Linked DNA regions of Mus musculus: regions 1, 2, 3 and 5 are each linked to region 4. The links are chromatin contacts, called in public promoter capture Hi-C maps. All regions are on one chromosome and are shown on one strand. Each heading gives the region's core, a stretch centred on a gene start, on an enhancer-like site or on the middle of the called end of the contact. The rest is flanking DNA. Distances are from core to core; before and after follow the strand shown.

What was found. Promoter capture Hi-C pulls out the DNA fragments that hold promoters and counts their contacts.
Region 1: a contact with region 4 is called in a promoter capture Hi-C map of second pharyngeal arch cranial neural crest. The contact joins the enhancer-like site here to the promoter of Tmem144 in region 4. A contact is called at or near these places in 8 of 39 promoter capture datasets (the C10 cell line, the HPC-7 cell line, cranial neural crest and 5 more), 1 of 484 Hi-C or Micro-C datasets (ventricular fibroblasts), 2 of 115 datasets of contacts at active chromatin or transcription factors (bone marrow-derived macrophages and hepatocytes) and 1 of 9 other capture datasets (macrophages).
Region 2: a promoter capture Hi-C map of pre-B cells shows a contact between it and region 4, with 7 times the contacts expected there. The contact joins the promoter of Map9 here to the promoter of Tmem144 in region 4. A contact is called at or near these places in 12 of 39 promoter capture datasets (the 3T3-L1 cell line, 3T3-L1-derived adipocytes, the C10 cell line and 8 more), 3 of 484 Hi-C or Micro-C datasets (CD4 T cells, CD8 T cells and pre-B cells), 4 of 115 datasets of contacts at active chromatin or transcription factors (astrocytes, large pre-B cells, stem cell-derived neural progenitor cells and 1 more) and 1 of 9 other capture datasets (liver).
Region 3: a promoter capture Hi-C map of hippocampal neurons shows a contact between it and region 4, with 2.6 times the contacts expected there. The contact joins the promoter of Gucy1a1 here to the promoter of Tmem144 in region 4. A contact is called at or near these places in 4 of 39 promoter capture datasets (the C10 cell line, frontonasal cranial neural crest, hippocampal neurons and 1 more).
Region 5: a contact with region 4 is called in a promoter capture Hi-C map of hippocampal neurons, with 4 times the contacts expected there. The contact joins the promoter of Npy2r here to the promoter of Tmem144 in region 4.

The regions. Positions count from the first base shown.
Region 1 is chr3:81,951,329-81,955,535 of GRCm38.p6, reverse strand. It overlaps Ctso (cathepsin O), which reads right to left. Exons shown (of 8, transcript NM_177662.3): 6 at 4,000-4,163; 7 at 3,245-3,337; 8 at 1-1,310. The coding sequence ends at 1,276. Among named protein-coding and RNA genes, the nearest start is that of Ctso, 21 kb to the right of the region's middle. Within about 2 kb of position 2,230, at least 2 of the 459 cell types and tissues checked have an H3K27ac peak or open chromatin away from gene starts, as enhancers often do. A contact at or near this core is called in second pharyngeal arch cranial neural crest, where this site is marked.
Region 2 is chr3:82,356,753-82,361,307 of GRCm38.p6, reverse strand. Map9 (microtubule-associated protein 9) reads right to left here and starts at 3,236. Exons shown (of 14, transcript NM_001081230.1): 1 at 3,053-3,236; 2 at 2,184-2,333; 3 at 1,334-1,418. The coding sequence starts at 2,258.
Region 3 is chr3:82,144,071-82,148,237 of GRCm38.p6, reverse strand. It overlaps Gucy1a1 (guanylate cyclase 1, soluble, alpha 1), which reads left to right and starts at 2,292. Exons shown (of 9, transcript NM_021896.6): 1 at 2,292-2,566. Gm29921 (a long non-coding RNA gene) reads left to right here. Exons shown (of 9, transcript XR_867373.2): 8 at 1,470-1,590; 9 at 1,689-1,840.
Region 4 is chr3:79,840,359-79,844,938 of GRCm38.p6, reverse strand. Tmem144 (transmembrane protein 144) reads left to right here and starts at 2,030. Exons shown (of 12, transcript NM_001379543.1): 1 at 2,030-2,168.
Region 5 is chr3:82,546,276-82,550,856 of GRCm38.p6, reverse strand. It overlaps Npy2r (neuropeptide Y receptor Y2), which reads left to right and starts at 2,772. Exons shown (of 2, transcript NM_008731.3): 1 at 2,772-3,020.

The DNA.
Region 1 (4,207 bases), core at 981-3,480, 2.1 Mb before region 4:
GTATTATTATAAATGTTATCAATCCAGAATACTTAAAGAGTAACAGTGATTTTGAAAATTTCAAGTTTATCTGCATTTGAAACTGGGTATTAGAAACATTGCTGATAACATAATGAAAGTCATTAAGAAACACTATAGCTGAACTACATTCCTTCCTGGATTCCTTCGATAATTAGGCTACTTTATTCAAAACCTTAAGAAATGTCTTCTGCCGTTTCTTTACCCTCCATGATCTGCACATTCAAGATTGCTTCTCACTGGTACAGACAAAAGAGTAAGGAGCTTTGTTATTGATGCTGGTATTCTAATGAAGGACATAAACAAGGAGCAATGTGAGCCTGTGTCAGAGATTTTGTTTTTAAGTAAGAGATTGGGTAACAGAAATGGAATACAACCAACGGTACTGAGTTACTTTGGACTGGAAGGTAAACCACCAGGAAACCATAGGACTTGTACCATAAAGGACAAGAGAGGGAATAAATGTGGACAATACTTCATTCTCTACCTCAGAGGGAAGAAGGCAAGAAGCTAAACATTTTGGGTGTTTAAAAGTGAAGCTTTATAGACATCATGACTCCCTGGAAGTGGCATAGTGTACTCCTTATCACACTGTTGTCACGTGTTTATTTAACTCCAGTTGGATTGTCTCTCTGAAGATGGGATTCTCTTTGTGCATCGTTGTTTCATCTTGGTGCACATTTGTTCTACTGTCTAGAGTAAGTTCCATTTGCTGAAATAAAACAACTGATATTCCAAATCTGTTCACATGGAACAGAAGGCCATTCTAATTATGAGGCACACATTGCATCAGGTTGAGAGTTCTTGTAGATGAGGTAATCTAAGACTGGTGATTATAAGTCACAAGGGAAAAACAAAGGCTCATCATATCTTCAATTCACCCTGACCAAAATACTTCCTTAATGTAGACAGCCAGAAAGACAACAAGCAAGCAAAAGTCCCAACTGCTTCCAGGAGGAGAATACTATGTGACTTCTGATCCCACCAAACTCTCAGAGGTGCACACTATCCCACAGAGTCCGTTGATCAGTCAACGTCCTGGGGATTTCCTATGAAGTTTGGCTGTCCATGTCTTTGCAAAAAATAGAATGTCCTAGGTTGCTTTACAAAATGCCAGTTTGCTCTTAGAACCTCTCTGTAGACAAATTGTTGGAACTTGAAGGTGCATAATGCTTAGAGTTGAGTATGATGTTGGATCACACTATGAAGTGCATCATTTTCGTAGTTGTCTCATGGTGAATCCAAAACAATTCATGATCACACAAAGACAGCAGCTACAGAGTCTGCAATGCCTAGTACAAAAGGTAAGGAAGGATAAAATTTTAAGAGAAATTTCCTCTGCACAATTTGCTTGACAATTTGAATTTTCACTTATGTTGAAATATGTTAGTTTCCACTACCAAATTAGTAGTTATGCTTAGCTGCCAGTATAAGAAAGGCAACACTAAAGGCAAACAATAGAAGAACACTTAAGATTTTTGTTCTAAAAATCAAGCCATAATACACGAACATATATTAGATCTACTCTTCCATGATATGTATTTCCTAAGGGATATTTATACCTAAAATATCTTATGGAATTTATTTTAAAATGTTTAAAAATGTAAGCTCTTAGATTTGAAGTTCACTATGATTTAATACAACATAAGTGTTTATAAGCTTTCTTAGTGCATCAGAATATAGAACTAGCCATCACAGTAAGAGCGTTAAGAGCCCATTTGAAAACTAAATTTCATTTTAATGACCAATATTTTTTAATTTGCTTGGATTATGGAATAGTCTCTGCCTTTTGTTCCTGTTCATTGTAATACTGTGGGTGGCACTGGGTATACAATGTTCAGGAAATAAGGTTGGTAGGCATTTGTATCCCAGGGCAATCAGTAACCAGGAGGCCTCTGGAGACACAGACCGTGGAAGCAGGTAAAGGGAAGAAGACATCTGGGAGGCGAGAAAAAGCAGAGCCGTGAAGGCAGTTGTGAACCACATCTTCACTGTGTGCACTGGACTCACCAGACCCACAGTCCTGGCAGAGCTTTCTACACAGTCAACTTTTAGAGCAAACTAGACACAGCTCCCTGCTGCGTTAAGAAGCTATGTGAATCAGCAGCAGAGGCTCCTGGGCAGCTGAATCTCAGCTGTGAGCTCCTAGGGCACAAAAGCAGCCATGAGGATGATGGAGCAGCAGGGGCCTCTGCTCTGAGAAGTTGGCTATTTCCAGTATGGAATCCATTTGGCTGTCTAGTAGGACAGGTTAATTACTAATTTTCATCGCCTCTATGCCCTGGGGTAAGTGAACAGCGATCACTAGATTGCAGCAAAAATACCTACTCTTAAATTTTGCTGTAACTCTTTTATCTGTCTCAGAGGGATAAAGGGCCTGCAAGTTGTGAAGATTTGTGGGCCACATCGTTAGAAATCATTAAAACGAGAAATGAGTGTTTCTCCATGCAATTCAGTTTAACTCGAGGATTTAGAAAATTTGATGGTTTTCCAGACCCAATCTTACACTACAGTTCTGAATACAGGTTTCAGCATCAGTGGTAGAACCCCGAACCACCTCTTTCTGTTTGCTTTTTTGTTAGGTTTGTTATACACTATACAGGCATCTGCCTATTTGGTAAGTCTTGCGGTTTCTATGGGCATTTTGTAAGCCTTTTCCAGGTGACAAGGTCCAAATTAAGCAAAAATAAGTGTGCTGTACAGATTTTCGTACTTTAACACAAAGAAAACTTGATTCCTGATTTTTTTCTTTCCATGCTTCCCTTGCTTTTGCAACATCGAAGATCAACTCCAGGGCCTTGAGCATGTTACTCAAATGGCCTCACACCGACCTATAGCCTCAGCTACTCTTAGCCATCTTGAACAATTAGGGCAAGTCATACGTTGTAAAAAGTCAAACCGGAGCAGGGGCATGTTCTGGGGAAGTTTAATAACCTAGATGGAGTATATAATCTGTTTATTTTTAAGTAGTTGTTTTGTTAAATTATTGTTTTATTTTGTGTTTTAACACACACAAACACATATAATATATTTTTCATTTTGTATGTGTGTTTAATAGTGTATTATGAAACACTTCATTTCTCATTAACAGGATAAGCAACCACAAAAGAGATTAACACCACAAAAGGGCACTGAGCCCATAGGAAGCACTCAAGTCTGTCATGATCATATTTTCAAAAAGCCCTTCATATTTAACCTGAGTTTTCAACACAAATTTATGACTTACCACAAACATTACCTCCCATTTTCACGTGGGCATAGCCTTCTACTCCCCAGGAGGATCCCCAGGAGTTTCGCACCATCCAATATGGTGTATTTCCTACAAAGGTTAAGATGCTCAGATACACTGATAAACCCATATTGATTAGGAGCAAATACATTTCCATATTTAAATTGAATATGCCATCAATGTAATTGCTGCAAGAGAAGCATACTATAAATATACAGTGATAAAGTGCATTGACTTTCTGCAAATTATTTTCTGCAGGCAGCTCCATAAACTTGAACTGTTTATTCTGTCATCCTATATGGCAGACTCTGTTATTACAGAAGCAAATAGGCCAAGGCAAATTCGTTCCCATGGAATTAGCAGGTGGAGTGTTAAATACATTTGATAAACTATCAGGTTTTTCACTCCTGCCAACACTTACTCTAAATATCACAGATGAAACATTCACTTTATGTGAATAAAATTATCATTCACAGACTAGGCTGTGGCTCAGCACGGGTTGTGTACACACACATACACACACACACACACACACACACACACACACACACACACACACACTCGGGAGGGGGGAGAGGGAGGTGCGGAGAGAGGGAGCCGTAAAAACGTGATTGATCTGTCGAGACAATTCCATGAGGACAATCAGAGACAGGCAACTTGTGAGGCACAGCAGAACACCTCAGTGGCGTCCAGTCCAGGCAGCCTTAGTTATGAGCCCCATCTGGAGAAGGATTCGGGGCGCTAGTACTTACCTGTCCTATCAAAGCCTGTGATGAGAACGGCATGGTTGGCCTCCCCACTGGAGCAGTGATGTTGGATTATGCCCCCCAGATAATCCTGCCAGCTCATCGCATCAACTATCACAACCAAAGGGCCGAAGGACAGAAGTGCTCTGGCCATTTCATCCTCTTGGCCCCTATTGAAGGAAGATATAGACACAGGTCAAGAATTTAGCTTTGT
Region 2 (4,555 bases), core at 1,987-4,486, 2.5 Mb before region 4:
CTGACTTTGGAGGCACAGAATATGAAATAGTGAGAGGATCATAGATGCCCCTCCTATTAGAGAGGCCCCCTAGGCCAGGCAAGTTAAGGCAGGGCAGTCTATGCATACTCCCCCTGAGAGGGGGACAGGCCGTTGTGCGAGACTGTGAAAGGGAAACCTGGGCTGTGGTAGGGACCTCAAGATATTAGAGATGCAGTATGACGAGATCTCTGCCAGAGTGTTACCTATGGCATTAGAACCAGCCCCAAAGGCAGATGCATGCAGCAGGCAGAAAAGCTCGAGGAACAGAGCCAACTAAGTCCCAGACACTAGACACGGAGCCATTGGGGCTTGGAGTTTGCCCTACTATGTTTTAGTCTTGCTTTAGTCCAGTTATTTCCTTACTATGCCCCCATTCTTCCTTTCTGGAATAGTAATGTCTGTCTGTCTGCCTGCCTGTATGGACATATATCCTATCCCATTACATGTTAGAAGCATGTATTCTGCATTTTGATTTTTTCAAGAGGCTACAATTAATAACCTTTAATTAATAGTTCTTCTGATTGACTTCAGAAGAATTTTAAACAGTGCAGAAAATGTTAAAGACTATGGGGGACTTTAAAGTTAGACTGAATGCATTGTGCATTGGCCATGAGTCTATGGGTTATAGGAAGTGAGTTATGGTCACTTGGGTGAGAATGTTTCCCGTAGGCTCAGGAACTTGACTACCTAGTCCCCACGTGATGGCACTGTTTGGTGAGGAGGGACTGGCTTGTGGATGAAGTACTTCTCTGGGAGTGGGCTTTGTCACAGCCTTGACATCATTCCAGGTCTCTTTCTGCTCTGTGTGTCTGCCGTTGAAGGCACCTCGCTCACATCATTTTGAACTGTAGACCGAAATGAACTCTTTTTCTAAGTCACTTTTGCTCATGATGTTTTACACCAGCAACAGAAAATCAGTTACTATACCCTCTATTACAGCCCCAGATCTGGTCTGTGTCACAAAAGCATTACATAAGCACCACTGTTTAACCCTGTGAACCCCGGTTGCAATTACAGATATAGAATTCTTAAAGTTGAACTTAAAGATGAAACTACTTCCAAAGACAGCTTAGTCCTAAGGTAGCATTTTACTATAGACCTAGTAATAGTTTTAAATTTACATTCAGAAATAAGTAGAGATAATTTGTGATCTCCTTGAAAATTAAGAGTGGCTTCCTAACTCACTGCACACATAGAATTCTGAAGCTAGTGAATTCACAGGCATCCATCATGAGAGGTTATGGGATAGGTGAAATGCAACTAAGACAGCAAAACACAGGACCCTGGCTCATTTGTCTATTCACTTACATACCAATCTCGTCACTGTCAAAGTCATCGGAGTATTCGGAACTTCTCTGCCTGGCTGACCGGGCTGTAATGGCTCTGATCAGCTCATCCTGCAACGAGATCAGTAACTAACATCAATTCCCATTCAAGCAGGGATGTCTCGTACTTAGATCTTAAAACAACTATACTCGGTTATTCTACATTCACATTTAAGTTCATTCACCCAACTTTACTCTAAGCCTACGCTGTACAACGTACCCACGTCATCAGACTCAGCGCAGAATTGAGCCATTTCCTCGGGACTGGTAAATAAATAGGAAGTGACTACTAGTATTAGATAGATTAATTGCAGGTTACAATCTTCGCTAAATGCTAATGAATGATAGGGGCATCAATTTAATTGGATTTACTAGAAACTGACATTCTGTTACAGATGCCTACATTTTGAGGGAGGGAAGTGCTTAGGTTTGACAAGCATGACAGGCTACTTTGATAGCCTACCACTGAGGCAGACCCTCAGCCTCAAACTGGTCCTTGAAGTGTATTACAGAGATGGGCATAATGTGATAAACACGGGAACAAGAGTTGGATGCAGCATTGGCACAGTCAGACCTTGTGACGCTTACGACAGAAAACCAAAATCTAAAGAGAGCCAAGCTCTGAAGTCGCTCTTTGGCTTGCAACTTAGAAACCAAATATTGAAGACAGGATCCTACAGAGAGGGGTGTTTCAATACTGGAGCCCAAAGTTGACAGATGACCTACAACACACTAACAGTGAAGCAAGAACTCCTCCCACGTCATGCCAGATCTTGTGAGAACCAGCAAGGGCTAGGCAGCAGCATAATCAAAACCAAATGCTTTGCAGCGTTTTACCTGAAAGGAAGTTCTCTTGGTAGCCTTTGGACTCTTGGTGTACGCCAAAGTTGTGCTGAAGATTTCATCGGACATGGTGTGTCCTTTTTCTCTGCTTTTATACAACAGTTAATAAATTACTGAAATAATTCATTCAACCTCTGATGGTGGCTGAAATATACATATAAATATTTTAAAGAATTAGACGTTTTTACATGATCAAGACACTGTTCCTGGGATTAGTGCCCCACAACCCCGCTCCAAAGAGAAATCGCTCTAATCATTGTACAATATATTCACCTAAAAACGTTAAGAGCGTTTTATGTTAAGTACATAAAAATTTCACAACAAATTGGTTTTCACGAAAAGAAAATCCATGAGGAAGTTATTACTGTTCTACATCCACTAGAAGGATGAATGAACTACATAATAACAAAATGTTGCCAAACAATTTCACTTTCCATTATTAAAAACACACAGCATTGCGGACGCCACCACGACTTAGTTCAAGCTGCAACCAAGAGGACTGTCAAGGTTCCCAGCCCCGGAAATGGCTTGCACATAACAGTATTCAAAACGATGCTTAACCACAAGCAGCAGCGACATTTTCCCAAACCATTCGTTTGCTGTTACACACACATCTCCACACTAAGTTGCAGCACATCAGGCTTCCAGCGCGCGACGTCGGAGGCCCATTTGGATCGCCGGCCACCGCCCAGAGCTCCCCGGGCTGGCCAGGCGGCGTCCGCATCCCAGCTCCGCGCGGCTCCCGGCCCAGCACGCGCCAGGGCCCCGCACACCCAGCACGGTCCCCTCCGTTCCTCCACGTACCACGGCCCGCGCCTCCTGCATCCACCCCGCTCCCCGTGCACCCGGGCCCCTGTGACCACCTGAGAACCCAGCGGCTATGCTCTAGCACAGGTGTCGCCCCCGGCCCGGGCCTCGCGGTCTGGGAAACCAGGTATTGGAATAACCTGGAGGCGGGGCAAAAGATGGAGGCAGAAGGCGGTTGCTAGGCAACAGCGTCCCCGGGAGGAAGTGACTTCCAACCGCCTGGTCTCTTGGGTACCCAACACCGCCTTTCCGCCGGCGTCGCTGGGACAACCGCACAGACCAAGGAAGTGACATCACTGGTGGAGGTGTTGGGAGCGCGGTGCCCTATCAGCTTGTGTGCAATGGCTGTTACCTAGGAAACAAGACCGGCCCTCTGCCATCACGCCACAAGGAACCTTGATTGCCCCTGCTCAGAGTCCTTGTTTATAGGCAGGTATTGCGTGACCACGATGCAAAGCTTCCTTTTGCTAGTTAGAACGTGGAATGCGTGAGTCAGTGCAGTGTCAGCGGACTCAACAGAACGACGTAGTAGTGACGTTTGCAATCGTCGGAGTTAAACTGCACGTTTGATTCTTGGAATATGCAAAATAAGATCTCTATGATTTGATAAGAAACTAATAAGACTGTCTCCTTAAAGGATTGCAGTGAATACCGAATACAATATATAGCGAAATATTGGGAAATGTTTAGAATCGCATTCAGTTAATATTACATAGGAGCGTTTCTTGTAAGTAATGCAGTTGGGGGGGGGGGGGCGGAGGAGGAGGAGGCAGAGAGTAGGGGTAGGGGTGTGTGTGCTAAAGTATCCCATAAGCACACACAGCCCAGAGCCTGTTTTACATCTTTGGTGAAAAGTTTACCCTTTCTATATTTAGTAGATAATCTGGTTAAAAAGAAGTCAGCAAATAAAACACAGGGGAGAAGGCTGGAAAAAGTACTGCTGACAGTATCACTATCTTTGCCATTTAATAATTTATTAATACACAAAACACTTAAACTTTTAAAGTTACACAGACTTCATCTATTTTTAACTTGAAAAAGGTATGTCGAAATCAATTCATTAACAAGTGACTAAACTTGTTTCTGTATCTCCACAATGTTTCTTTTAAAAAATAACCCTGACAAATAGATCTTTAAATACACAAAAACAAATATGAAGTTCAGTGAGAAAAAGGTTTCTAAGTAATATTTGCAATAACTCCTTTAAAAAGCCTAGTTTAAGTTTTTCAACTTGTTCTTGGTTGGTAAATTTGTTTTGGCTAATTATGTTGTTTTTAACTATTTTTAAGTGAATATCTGCATAAGGAAAAGATTTTCTATTTTCACCAGTTACTGTTAGCTTTTCTATCCTACATTTTATTAACATCTATGATTCTGATAAAGGCCCTGTACCCACGGCGGGTACCCAAATGGGAAGAACTAATTTTTAGATAATGTGTAAGGGCTCTATTCATTTGGTATTCATTTAACTGATATAACTTTAATGTAGGCATGACTTACAAAAATAAACTTACAACAACATCAATGATAGAGAACACTGAGTTCCCAGCTACCAATAG
Region 3 (4,167 bases), core at 1,043-3,542, 2.3 Mb before region 4:
CCTGAAAACAGTGTACATGTAACAGAGCCTAATAAAATTCAGAATCCCATTAGGGGATATTCTGAAGACATAAACCTCCACAAGCTAAAAAAATTTAGAAGTTTATGAGTGTTTAAATGCATAATATCTATCAAAATTAAAGCCAGAAGATACAAATAATATAAACAAATCCATTACAAACAATGAAGTTGGAACTAAAGTTTCCCCTTCCAGGAAAGCCCAGGACAGGACAGATTTGCTGCTCAACTCTATGACCCTTTATTCATTTAAATTCCATTTTTTTCATTAAACTTCATTATTAAGAACTTATGGGGAAAAAATGCGGAAACTTAACCAGGCCAAAAGTCATCACAATGAACTTCTGTGCCGTTGGAATAGCCAGTGGAAGCTGTGAACTTCCTAATTATTCCAGTATATTCACTGTCGAATATATTTTTATGTACTTATTGCTTATAATGGGTCTATTTAACTTATTGACATTTTTGCAAAGGGAGAGGAGGTTATAGAGGGCTCGGTTTGCACTGAGAAACTGTATTTGTTAACATTTATGGTAAACTCTCATGACTTTGCTATTTGTCCCTAGCTTGCCTCCTCTCCATACACACACATCTTTACCTGGTTGGTTGAATTCCTTTTTTCCTTTTCTCTTTCTCTCTTCCCAATCCTGACTACTAGGAAAGCCTTTGAACAGAAAAAGTTGACAAAAAGCCTAGTCCCACATTACTGACATTCCTGAAAGCTGCCCCAACCCCCCTCACCTGAAGTCAGCACTCACCAAGGCCTCCCTCAGGAGTTCTGCATGTGGCAGACGCATCCTTTTTTTTTTTTTTTTTTTTTTTTTTTTTTTTTGCCTACAGTTTATACAAAACTTCCTTGCCATAGTCTTCCTGAGACTTCTTCTGTTTTCTATTCTCAATAGAGTGAAGACACATGGGCTTTCCCCTACATGCCATCCTTATATCAGTGTCAGATCTGAAGATGCTGTAAGACTAAAGTGTCCCTTATCTGCTCAGCACGTCCTATCTCAGAAGGGAAGGACCATGGGAAAGAGGGACATCAGTGTAGAAAGGTAGCTCAGGAGTCCTTACATGAACAGTACAGCAGAGACAGCACCCTGTGCCCTCTGCATCCTCCTGCACTCCACTCACCTTTACCTTCTACCCCATCTTATCTCCTGGCCACCACACCACCACCTTGCCACCTGCCTGTGGCCCTTTGTTCAGTCTCCTCTGCTACCAACAAGCAGTTCCTTCCACATATCCTCTTGCAAAACTGAAGGGCCCTTCAAGATCCCACACTGACACCATTATTTCAGAAACATTTTATCTGTCAGAGGGATGCCCCCCCCCCCACATGAATGTTTCTGTCATGTTTTATTTACTTTAAAACTGATAGGGCTGGCTGCTTTACATTATGAGTCCCTTTGTTTTTGTTTCCTTTTGGGCCTTACGTTCATGGTCTGAGAATAGATTTCACTTTTCCTGCTGAACTAAGAGAAGTTCATGAATTGCTCTGGGAGTAAGAGAAGCTTTGGAAATGACAAGAAAATAACAACAAAACCCAAAACAGAACCAGCAAAGGACCTACGAGGTTTGGTTCCATCTTAAGGCCAAAGTTTCCCTGGTTCCTGTAGCTGTCTTGGCATTTCTGGCTAATTCTGTTTCTGTCTACTCCCATCCATTCTTTAGGACAATTCTTATGGTTGTTTTCACTGGACAAAACGTTTCTCATATGAGTGGGGCCTCCTCAGTGAGACCAGAGTCGATGATGAGTCGAAAGTAGATATGTCAAGATAACTTTTTGTCTTAGACTTCTTGGACTTGGAGGATTAAAAAGACACCAGGAGTAAGTGTGTGTGTGTGTGTGTGTGTGTGTGTGTGCATTTTTGTGTGTACACATATGTGTGTATGAACAATGATTTAAAAATAAAAGAACAGTTATGCACACACACATGCATTAACAGCAAATAGGGCTGAGTGTAGTGAACCAAATAGAGGCAAGACCTTACTCAAAAAAAAAAAAATATTCTTGTGACCACAAAATTACCTTTGAAATGAGTAGAGTAGCCTCAAACCTAAAAGCCAGGCCACCAAAGCCACCCAAGGAGAAAGAAAGTTCCCCACCAGGTTTCAGATTCAGGAAACTACAGTGGTTCTGCACCAGCTTGTACTAGAGAAAATGTTTTTAGTTTTAATGTGCCAACTTTTCAACTTTTCTTAGAGTCTCTTTTTTTCTCTTCCTTGTCCCCTTCCCTGCTATGTGTGTGTGTGTGTGTGTGTGTGTGTGTGTGTGTGTGTGTGTGTGTGTGTGTGTGTGTGTCTGCCTTTGGTGGTTTGGAGGATGGCGACTGGGCGGGAGCAGACTCAGTTCTCTAGCTGAGCCTGGGAGAAGTGGGAGGGACTCAGAGCCGCGGGTTTCTCACACACCGCCTTCTAGGCAGCCCTCCTCCAGTGCCTGCCAGCCGGACCGGACCCCAAGGCGAAGAGCAGCAGTGCACAGCCTGGGGAGCCAGCGGAGCAAAGACACCTTTGGCCCGATGCCCCTGGCCTCCTGTGATCGCATCATGGTGGGTTCGCTCAGCTGTTTGCTTTTCTACTGTTTGGGGACTGGAGAAGGGGACGAGGCACGGTACTGAGACGTGGGAAGAAGTCCTGTGCGGCAGGGAAGAGACAGACTAGAATTCTTTGGGTCATGGCAGGGAAAAACAAAGGCGAGAAGTGACTACAGCACGGTGGGAACCAGCTCTGGGGGTGTTTCGTGGGTCCCTCCGCGCCACTAGCGCAGGTTAACCATGATGTGCTCTGTGTGGCCTTGAGTGCCCTGGGTGAACCCGCTCGGGACCGACAGGTGCGACTCCAGTGTCACCTCTCAGTCCATCACCAGCGCCACCGCCCTTCATCTGTGATCTAGTGCGGCTGTGCTCTGCTGGGTGGCAGCTCCAGGAGGTTGCGGTCCCCAGGTCTGGATATCACTAAGTAAGTGATAGCGGTGCCCTCGCTGGCCGGCCGGGACTCCCTGTGCATACAGCCCTCTACCAAGTCTTGGCTAAATCCTTTCCCACACCCTCCCCTGATCTCGTTCACCCCTGGGAAGCAAGATCACTGTTCCCACGCTGGGGAGAAGCGAGGAAGGGACTCCCGGGAGGGATAGCGGTCAGGGAGCAGCTATGGCTGAGCTCTGTGGTCCCGCAGTGGGAACGTGCGAGGCGTGGGCGACTGTCTCCCACGCAAGGCCGCCAGCCCTGGGCAGCTGGGTGGCATCCTTCACTCGGGAGCAATTCAAGGACGCCAGGACCTAAGAGTCCAGCTTGTGGCCCTCATGCGGGCTTTCCTCCGAGGATGGAGGAGCTGCTCAAAGCCCCAGAGTATACAAACTGCAAAGTTCCAGCCACTGCTGGGACCAGAGCAAAGTGTGCCTGCACAAAGGGTATGTGAGTGTGACTGCTTCTAAGCTGCTTTTCTCTTATTATTGACTGAGATGCATTGGAAGGTAATGGCCAGGCATCACAACATTCTCCCGGGCCTATCTGAGTTGACAGCCTGTCCTGGGTCCACAGTGTTATCTCTAAGTGAGTTTTGTGTGAGGGGCTGCATCCCAGTGTGGTCACATGATTCCAGGGTATGGGTTTCCTGAGCCTTTCTTTTGCTTTCTGGGAGTTATTCCTTCGTTTTGCATTTAAAAAGCACTTTACATTTTCTGAGGTAAATCAAATGGCTGCCAGCTCGCTCTCAGAAGTGATTAGATGCCTCTTGATTTCCAACATATTGCATGGTTTAGAGGAAGATAGATTACCTACATTTAAATTATCATAATGGTTTTTTAGGGTCATCGGTTCCAAAATAATTCTTGTCTATATTCGGACTAGTGCCAGGCTTAGTCGGAGCCCTGCTCACCTTTTCTATTGCATGCTCTCGGAGACACTTCAAGATGAGCAGTTTTGAGTTTTTGTTCATAATGAAAGAAAGAGCAATCTGTTGTTTTTCCTAGACTGTTGTCCCCCTTCAGGAAGTATCATGTCAGGTAGCAGTGATCAAGGGTGGCAAAGGACGATGACATGAAACTGGAGTTCTGAAGCAACTCTAGTACTTGGCCTTTACCGATTATTAAATGGTCTGGTCCATGTATTTATTTGAGGAGTCTTGTAGTCTCAGAAACTATACTCAAATA
Region 4 (4,580 bases), core at 781-3,280:
TAAAAGTTCCTCCTACAGTGTCTTCTACTGTGTGTACAATAGATGATGTCTAAAGAGTATGCAAACCTATCTTAGTTTGAAATACTCAGTTGGGCTTCCTCTGACAGCTGAGAGGAACAGATGCATAGACCCACAGTCAAACATTAGTTTCATAGAGCCCAAATTGGAGATCTCCACTGGGTTCCTCCCCTTGGGCTCCGGAGACCCCGTGGAAGAGGCGGGGAATTGTAGGAACCAGAGGAACACAAGAACACGGCCCACAGAATCAACTAAGCAGGGCTCATAGAGGCTCACGGAGATTGAACCGGCAATTACAGAGCCTGCCATGGGTCTGCGTTAGGTCCTCTGCATATACATTATGGTTGTTGCCAAAACACCTTAATTTAATGTGGAAAAATTTAAAGAAATTAATTGCAAAGTACATAAAGTTAAACTTAATAAGCAAATCTCTGCCTGTTTATGTGTGCACATAAACAGGAAGTTTCTCGATTTTTTCAATCACTAAATTAATCATTTCTCTTAAGAAAATGACCTTCTTTCTTTCTTCATGATACTCTGCCTCCCAGTGCAGTTCTCTGATGGATGTAGAGTTGAAAAGCAAGGCTTCCTTTCAAGAAACCTTATCTCCTAACGTCTCCACTTTTCTTCTCTTTCTTGTGAATCTCACATGACCAGATAGTGGATGGTGTCAGCTTAATCCACTCCAAGAGGCCTGCCTGCCTCAAACTCAGACTAGGCCAGGACCTAGCACTTCCTCTTCTTGAAGTTCACATCTGTGTCTTCTGCTGTGCTAGTATCCGGCCTAGAGAGACAGCCTTGCTGTCTAGGAGAGGTCTGTCACACACACACACACACACACACACACACACACACACACACACAAGAGCGCGCACACAGACACATATGGACGCGCGCGCACACATACACACACATGCACGCACACACACACGCACACAGTCACACACACACACTCACACGAACACATGCACAGAGAGAGAGAGAGAGAGAGAGAGAGAGAGAGAGAGAGAGGGAGAGAGGGAGAGAGGGAGACAGAGAGAGATGAACACACACACACACAAACACACACACACACACACACACACACACACACGAGCGCACACACAGACACACATATGGACGTGCGCGCACACATACACACACACGCGCACGCACACAGTCACACACACACACACACACACACGTGGTTTTCAGCTACAGAAGAGGCAGGTAAATCTACATCATATGCTAGTGGTTGCTTTTACCTCTGAATCTCAATCGGATGTCCGAAGCCTGCACTCCTGTCCATTGCTCTTGATTCTTACAGCTCTTTAGGTGGGGTGGGATACAGCTACTGCTCTGGAACGTGATGCACAGCCTGGTTTCACAGGAAAGCTTCCTGGAAGCTATTTTCAAAGAAATTACCTCCCGGGCCAAGCTTTATTTTCCGCAACTCCAGTGTATGGATTTGTATAAAGCCACCTCCCTTGTCTACTGAAATGTGCCAGCAAGCCACAAAGGCATTTAGTTCACATTACAGTAGCACACATTAATTGTTTACATTTGTCTAAGCTCATGATTCCAGCTACATGGGAGGCTGAGGCAGGAGGATCACAGAGTCTACTTGGGCTGTGGAGTGAGCGTTAAGCCAGTCTAGGCAACTTCGGAATAAGCTGTCTCAACTTTAAAAAGGGGGAATGAGAGTTGGGAGTGCAAATTAGGAGAGATTGCCTAACAACAAAGGCAAACCGGGATGGAATGAGCATTTATTTTGTAACTGTGTGAGGTAGCTCCGGCTTTGTCTCATCCACAAACTGCACAATTAAAGGTGTGGTGTTTAGCAGAAGGTGACTTGCTACTCACTGAACGAGCTCTTCTTTAAAGGGGGGGGGGGGGGGGGGGCACGACACTCTCTAGTTAACTCGCTGACTGACAGAGGGCCTGAGGACTCCTTAGTCACCTGACTGAGCTCCAGCCCTCCGCTGGGAGGGTGTCCTGAGCCTCCGCCTGGGAGGGACTCCGGTCTCCCTTCAGATTCCGGCAGGAAGTCCGCACGCGTCCAGGGAAGAGTCAGCGCAGTGAGACCCCACCAGGTCACCTGAGTCTAAGGTGCCCCTGGGTCTGAGAGCCGCCCTGCAACCTTCAGCTCCTCGGGAAAACTCGCAGAGCAAGTAAGTGCCAGCACTCGTGACGTCAGCCCAGAGACAGGCGAAGCTGCACTCAGATTGGAGGAAATTAAAGGAAACCAGAAATGAAATCTTTAAACTAGAGCAGGCGGCATTGATCGAGCGCCGGCACTATCTTAAACGCAGGGGAGGAGCTGCTTAAAACTTTAAAGTAGTCGGGAGAAAAAGCAGATATACCAGTAATGAAACGAAAGTAGTAAATTTTTTAGAAAGAATGAATGTAGCTTAATAAAATATTAAGTGGATACTTAACACGTAAACCTTAGAATCCTTGGACTTGAGACTTTTCCACGGAATGTTGAAAGCTTTTACCTTGGAGAAATACGAACTATTTCGATAGCTGCTGCCTGGTTGGTAATCTGTCTAAGGTAAACGCGTGTGGGCAGGTCACGTGCTACCTGACCCACGTGATATTTATGGTCCTATTGTCTAACTAAAACTTGAAAAAATTTTAAATGAATGGGAGGGATCTAGCACAAGTTTAAAGCTTGACTGAGCTCTGAAGCGAGTTTAAAGTCTGCCTAGAAAAGCTTGGCGAGACTGTCTCAAATCAAACAAAGTAAAAACGGGGTTCGGGTATAGCTGAGCAGAGCGTTTGCCGAGCATGCCGTATTATTAAAAAATATAATAATAATAATAATAATAATAATAATAATGGATTTTGTTTGCTTGCTTGCTTTTTTAAAGACAGGGTCACACTAGTGTTGTCCTGGATGGTCTGGAACTAGCTATGTAAACCAAGCAGGCGATGATCTCAAAGATCTTCCTGCTTCTGCCTTCTGAGTGCCGGAAGTTAGCTTGCTACCAACCTAGACTGAAAATAAGATTTTTAGAGGAATAATTTGGGGCTAGGTTTGTGCGAAAAAAGGGTTGGGGATACATGTTCAGTAAAGTAATGATGCTTCTCTTTACCACAGAAATGTCACTGATTTAACGCGAGATGGACTCTTCCTTATGGCAGTCTGGGATTGTTGGTTCACAGGGAATTAGATCATGTGCTTTTGGAAATGCTCTGGAGCCGTGTGCTGTAAACGAACATCGTTTATCTAAGGCAATAACTGACTGGAGTTGATTCAGCAGTCAAATGAGGTCATGCGCTCTAATTAGCACTACTAATTATTCATCCAATTCAGGCTGAAACCTGTGGCTGCCCATCAATACCCCTTAGTGGAGCCTTCTTTTCTGTAAAATAATCTACCTCATTAAATGGTTAGGCACTGTCCTCTTAGCCATGCACTTGCTTTGCTTGTTTTAATTAAAATGGAAAAAAAATGATTTCTTCGCTATTAAACCTGTATTTTAAGTCCCAGGACAGCTTTCCAAATAGCTCTCCTGCCTCATATTTAGAAGTCCTGTTAGTTATTTGCTTATTTATTAGGTCTAAATGGAATCTCCTGCCTCGTATTTAAAAGCCCTGATATTTTTTTATCTGTCCTATTTATTTAGTGAACAAAGAGAAGTCTTTACACAGGTTCCCAAGTGCTGGGGCTGTTGGTATGTGCCAAGGATCTTTCCTGATACCACATTCCTCTTTTCTTCACTGAGAGAGCCAGAACTTTTTTTGTAGCAATGATATCTGATAGAACTTTTTACAGTGACAGAAAATTCTAAATTTGCAGGGATCAGAATCTTGGCTGATGGACACCTTCGTCAACTGAGTACTTAAAATATAATTTAGCTGAAGACCTGATTTCTTTCCTTGTCTTGACCTGAATAATTGTATTGAAAGGTTAGTTACTTTGTGCGACTTGGTGCTCCCAGAGTGCACAGCAGGGATGTCTACCTGCCGACTTTGTACTCTTCTGTAAGCTGCCGTTTGAACCACACTGCTGGTGAGGTTGGATTTTGCAAGATCATCTTTTATCTTCATTTTTAAAAATTGATGGTATAGATATTTATTTATGCATGCATACAGCATGAACATCCTGTGTGTGCCCTGTGCCGGGGAGTGAACCCAGTGTCCAGTCATATTAAGCACATGCTCCATCACTGGTCTGTACCTTAGGAAAGACTCTTGAGCCATGAACTTGCTACCCAAGGCTCTACCAACGGACAAAAAAGATCCTAAATCTGTAATGGCCATGCAACCTGAGTGCACCTTTACGCGAATGTCCCAAACACAGCAAAACTCACTTACAAAACACTTACTTAGTTCTGAAAGTCTTCTCAGGCAAGCTTGAATTTAATTGACACAACAGAGACCAGAAACATGTTCATCATGCCGGATTGCTTTACAGGGAAACGACCCTTCTCATGTAGAAAATACTGGATCCAGATCCTGTGAAAAGTTAGATTTTCAAACTCTGAAGGGAAAAAAAATGGTTTATCTTATTATAAGTTCGTGATTAAAAAAAGGATTGATATTTTTTGAAACTTGTATCTTGGGTATTCTAAGTT
Region 5 (4,581 bases), core at 1,523-4,022, 2.7 Mb before region 4:
GGGTCTAACTCAGGTTGTTAGGTTTGGTGATACCTGCATAACCTACTGAGCCGTCTCACTGGTCTAAGTTTTTAAGAATACAAGTTTTGTTTCTTTAAAAAAAAAAGAGAGAGAGAGAGAGATCTAACCATATTAAATGTAGTTTTTGTAGGTCATCTTATTGGAACCTGAGAACAGGCCTCTGCCTTCAGTTCCTTTGTGTGCTATGTATTTCTTCAGTTCCTTTATGTGCTATGTATTTCTTAGGCTGTGTACATTCTTACCACTTTCTGCTTTCTTCCTCGACCTAGCCTGGGAGCACACAGCTACTGCTGGCTCTACTTATGTAGGCATTTGGGGGTTTCTATCTTCTCCCTATCTGTAGAAGAGTTGGCATCTATTCTGGAAAGGTATGGAATTGCCCAAAGAACTGAACTACTCATCAAGAGAGGAATCTGGTTTGATAATCTTGTCCTGTTTCCATTTAGACTATCATTAATTCAGCAGCTTCACAGGCTGAGGGTCCTTCCTCAGAGCTGTTCATTGTTCCTATAGCTTGTAACATGTGTGCCTTAAAGGCCTTTCCTTAGAACCGGACTGTGCAGTGTCATAAGTTGGCATAGCTATGTCGATAGTGTGCTGCACGGTGGAAGGACTTTCACCTCCCAGATCAGCTTCTCATCCAATCTGTACTTTATTGAAAGACTTAAGTCCTGTGTTCTTTGTTATTATTGGAGTTACAGATCAGAGGGGTATGGAGCATGTGAATCATTTAAGACGCTGGCATGCCTATAAGGAAGTGAGTTCAGTTTTCAGAAAGGGCCGCTTAGAAGCCTTTGTTAATCATTGCTATGAGAGAAGAGTGTTTTGTGCAATCACTGCTTGAAAAATAGGTTAAAATCCTCCAAAACTATTATGTTCAGCAACCCTGCTCATCAGATTTGTTTTGGTCATTTGCTTCTATGTCAGTTTTCAAAAGTTGAACTTGTTAGACACACAGAGTCCTTCCTTCACCGTCCCAATATTAAGAAGCACAGAGAGCTGAACCTGATGGTGCTGCCTGCAACACTGACTCCTAGGGAGGTTAAGTAGGTTCAAGGCCTGCCTGGGCTACATAGAGAACACTGGGTCAGCCTGGGCAACTTAGTAAGATGCAGTCCTCAAACAAAGCAAAAAAACCAAAAACAGAAAAAAAGTATGAATCTGAAGCTCAGAGGCAGAGCAATTCCCAGCTCTTGTGAGGCCACAGGAGTTACTCATTCCCCAGTGTCTCTTTTTTAAAAAAGGAATCTGTTCAACTGAAAGCATATGTGCGAACAAGAGATACTTCCCTAAACCAAAAAAATGCTTACAAAAAGGACTTTAAGCAGAGTGTGTAAAACATCATGGCTTCTCGCAGGCCTGCTGCCTTTTATGTACTGGTAATTGAAAGGCCCACGAAACACTGTTTTATAGGTAGCTTCTTTAGCATGATGTCACATGAATTGAAGATTGATATCAGATTCTATACTTCTTATGACCTATAATTAGGGTGTGTGACTTTCAGTGGCCACGGGACTGAAAATCCATTTCCCAATAAAGGAGTAATTATTACTACGTGGGGGAGTACTTGTCTTTTAAAAATAGGTTAAGTATAACTTTTTTTTTTCGAGACACCTAATCTAAATCGAATCATTGTTTTGTATCCTTCAGAGACATTCTGAGAACTAATGTGGCCATCCTTATTTTATAAATTAAAAAAGAAAGAAAGAAAAGAAAACAACAAGAAGAGTGATCCAATGCAGCGAGGTGACTTGTGCAGCTCTGAGAGACACGGTGGTTAAGACAAGCCTGGCTTCCTGGCTTTCAAGTCTCTACTGCCCCCTTTAAAATCTGAAGGAAAAGAGACTTGTAGCAAACCTCTGGAAAGACTGCTGGTGAATGAAGAGTTTGCAGGGTAAGGTTGAAACAGCCCTCTAGCGTGACTGAAAGTCCTGCATGTCCTCTTTCAGCCTTCGGGCTTCACTCCTGAGGAACATTTCCCGAGGCATGGTCTCCCTGCTCTCTCGAAATCTCGAATGGTGCAAGAACTAAAGGCGAAGAATTTTGAAGTCAACTAATTGGACAAAGAAAGACTGTTTTACGACCCACTGCTGTTCTCTACGTTCTTCCCGAGGGACAGTTTTGCCAGTGTTCCGCTGGGACACCTGGGCTTGTGATCTGAAGGCGCAGGGTTCCAGGGACACCTGTTAAGGGCTTTGCTGCTCCCGTCCCCCAGGCACTGGACTCGTGTTAACCACAGTTCCTGTGCCTGCGCTGTGTGGCAGGGCGCGCTGGCTGTTTGTCCTTGGGATCCAGCTTCTGCGAGGAGTTCGTTCTCCTCCTTGGTTTTTACACAAGGAAACTCCTAGCCCAGAGTGGGATTCTGCCCCTCCACCCCAAGTGTGGAACCTCTCTCCAGCCCACACCCGCAAGCCTGAGGTGTCTGTCGCTGTTCACATAGCCAGGGACCACAGCTCCCTCCCTGCATCGGGGTTCGCCACTGCCCTGCACTTTTCTCTGCAGATTAGGTGAACTCCTAAGTGGAGTGAATAGCAGCTGCAGGGAGTGGTGGCGAGGAACGATGAGGCGCTACGCTGCATAGCGTGCAACTAAGGTTGGAGGACACTAATCTCCAGTCTCTGACTACGGGGAACTTATCTGCCTCACTCCCTCGCTCCGCAGTTCCCCTACCTGTGTCCTTTCCTTCCAGGGCGGCGTTTCTCTCCACTTCTATCTCCGATCCTCCTCCCTCCCCACCCACTCCTACCCGGGGCTCTGAGCTGTGCAGTGCGGGGTCCCTGATCGAGTGGCTTTAGAGGTCCACCGAGAAGCCGAGCAGGCACAGCATTGCAGCTGTTCCGCTTTGCCGCTCCTGCTTCTGATCTCACTTGCTGGCTCACACCAAATCGGACCTGCTTTGGGTGCCTCCCAGGACTGTCTCCAGACTGGCTGTTTAGATAATCCCTTGCTTGAAATTCCTGGATTCCTCATCTGAGAAGGAACGCGCAAGAGTCAATACAGTAAGTAAGTTCAAACTCCAGTTCTCCTTCTGAGATCATGAACAGCCCTAGAGGAGCCCCGGGTCCTGTCAGGGGTAAGAGGGCATGGGGATGTGTTCCGAAGGGGAGCCGCCCACCCCTCCAGGCATTAAGTGGAACACTGGAACTAGGTGGGCTAGTACCACTTCGCTTTTCTTCTTTTGCTGGACTTTTTCTTTTCTGCTGAAGGTTATAGACTGTTCCTTGATTGAGCGCTACAGTATGAGACAGTAAGATATGACTTTGCCCCCTCTTTAAAACTCAAGCACTTTCTGAAGTGCAAGATCATGTAGGGTTTTCTAAGGCTGTTCAAAAATAGAGATTTATTTAGGCTTCCATTCATTTCCCCAAGATGGGGTCACCTACTAGTAGAAGTCTGTGGTTGTGTGGCATGGTGGTGGTGGTGGTGGGGCAGTAATATTTAAATGTCATTCTTAGTAGAGACTAGTCATTAAAATCCCAGTGTCATTTAAGAGACTACACTACTGTCAAAGACAGGAAGCACAAATACAGGAAAGAGAAGCATTCGCTGACTTTTCAGATGATCCATCCATCTCTACTTAGGCAAACAATAATGCCCTGTATGTTGCAGTGTTAAAGACCGCATCTCCCCTCACAGGAGATCCAACAGGTGCAGGCAACTATAGTTTGTAGCATGGAACTTGGGGGTTTTCCCTGGGAAAACAATACTGGAAGGAGGGCTAGACAGGGATGTCACACTTTGCCCACCTGGAGTGACTCTATCTCAGAAATAACTTGCAATTCCAGTGATTTCAGCATGTAGTTAAAGCAGGAGAAGGTTTCTGGCTTATTAAAGAAAGCACCTAGAGCGTCAGAAGGAAAAAAGCATCATTTCCCTTTCTACACTGACTGCTTCTGTAATAAACTCAGTCAAGGGGCACCTGTTCAAGAGAACAGCGCTATTCAGAGTTTTGAATTTCTTGAATAACCTGAATGTCTCATTTTGCCTTGTTTCAAGGAAAGGCTCTCCCCCTTGCCTCTTTCTGGTTTGACTGGGGGCCTCAGGAGTGTCACGCGTGGCAGTGTCTACCCTCACGTTCTCTTTCACTCTCCTACTTTTCCAGAAGTGCTGTTGTGAATGATACATTCTGTGTCCTGGGTAGTGCTTTGCCCAGCCCAGGGCTAGTACTGTGCCTGCATGCAGCTCAGAGTGTTCACAGGGTAATAGCTTGCAGATCGATAGCCATTCCTGCAGAGGAGCTGTAAGACTCCAGCGAAAGGATTTCAGAGGGAAGAAAATGTGATTGAAAAGAAAAAAAAGGAAGTAGTCAATAAATCAAATGCGCTTCTCTTCCCAGTGCCCTTAAATCTGTGCTTACACTCAGCTCGTGGGTGCAACTTTTGCAAGTCTGCTCAACTCTGGTTGCCGTGGATGGTCTGAGTAACTGCTCCATGAAGTCAGTCTCTTAGCTTAGGGAAAATGGGACAGCCAATCAAAGGGGCCAGGGTTCAAATGCCATGTTTTCATAATGGGCAGTGGGGCTGGTATCCCTGGAACGTTCTGTTTGAAATCTATGTTGAC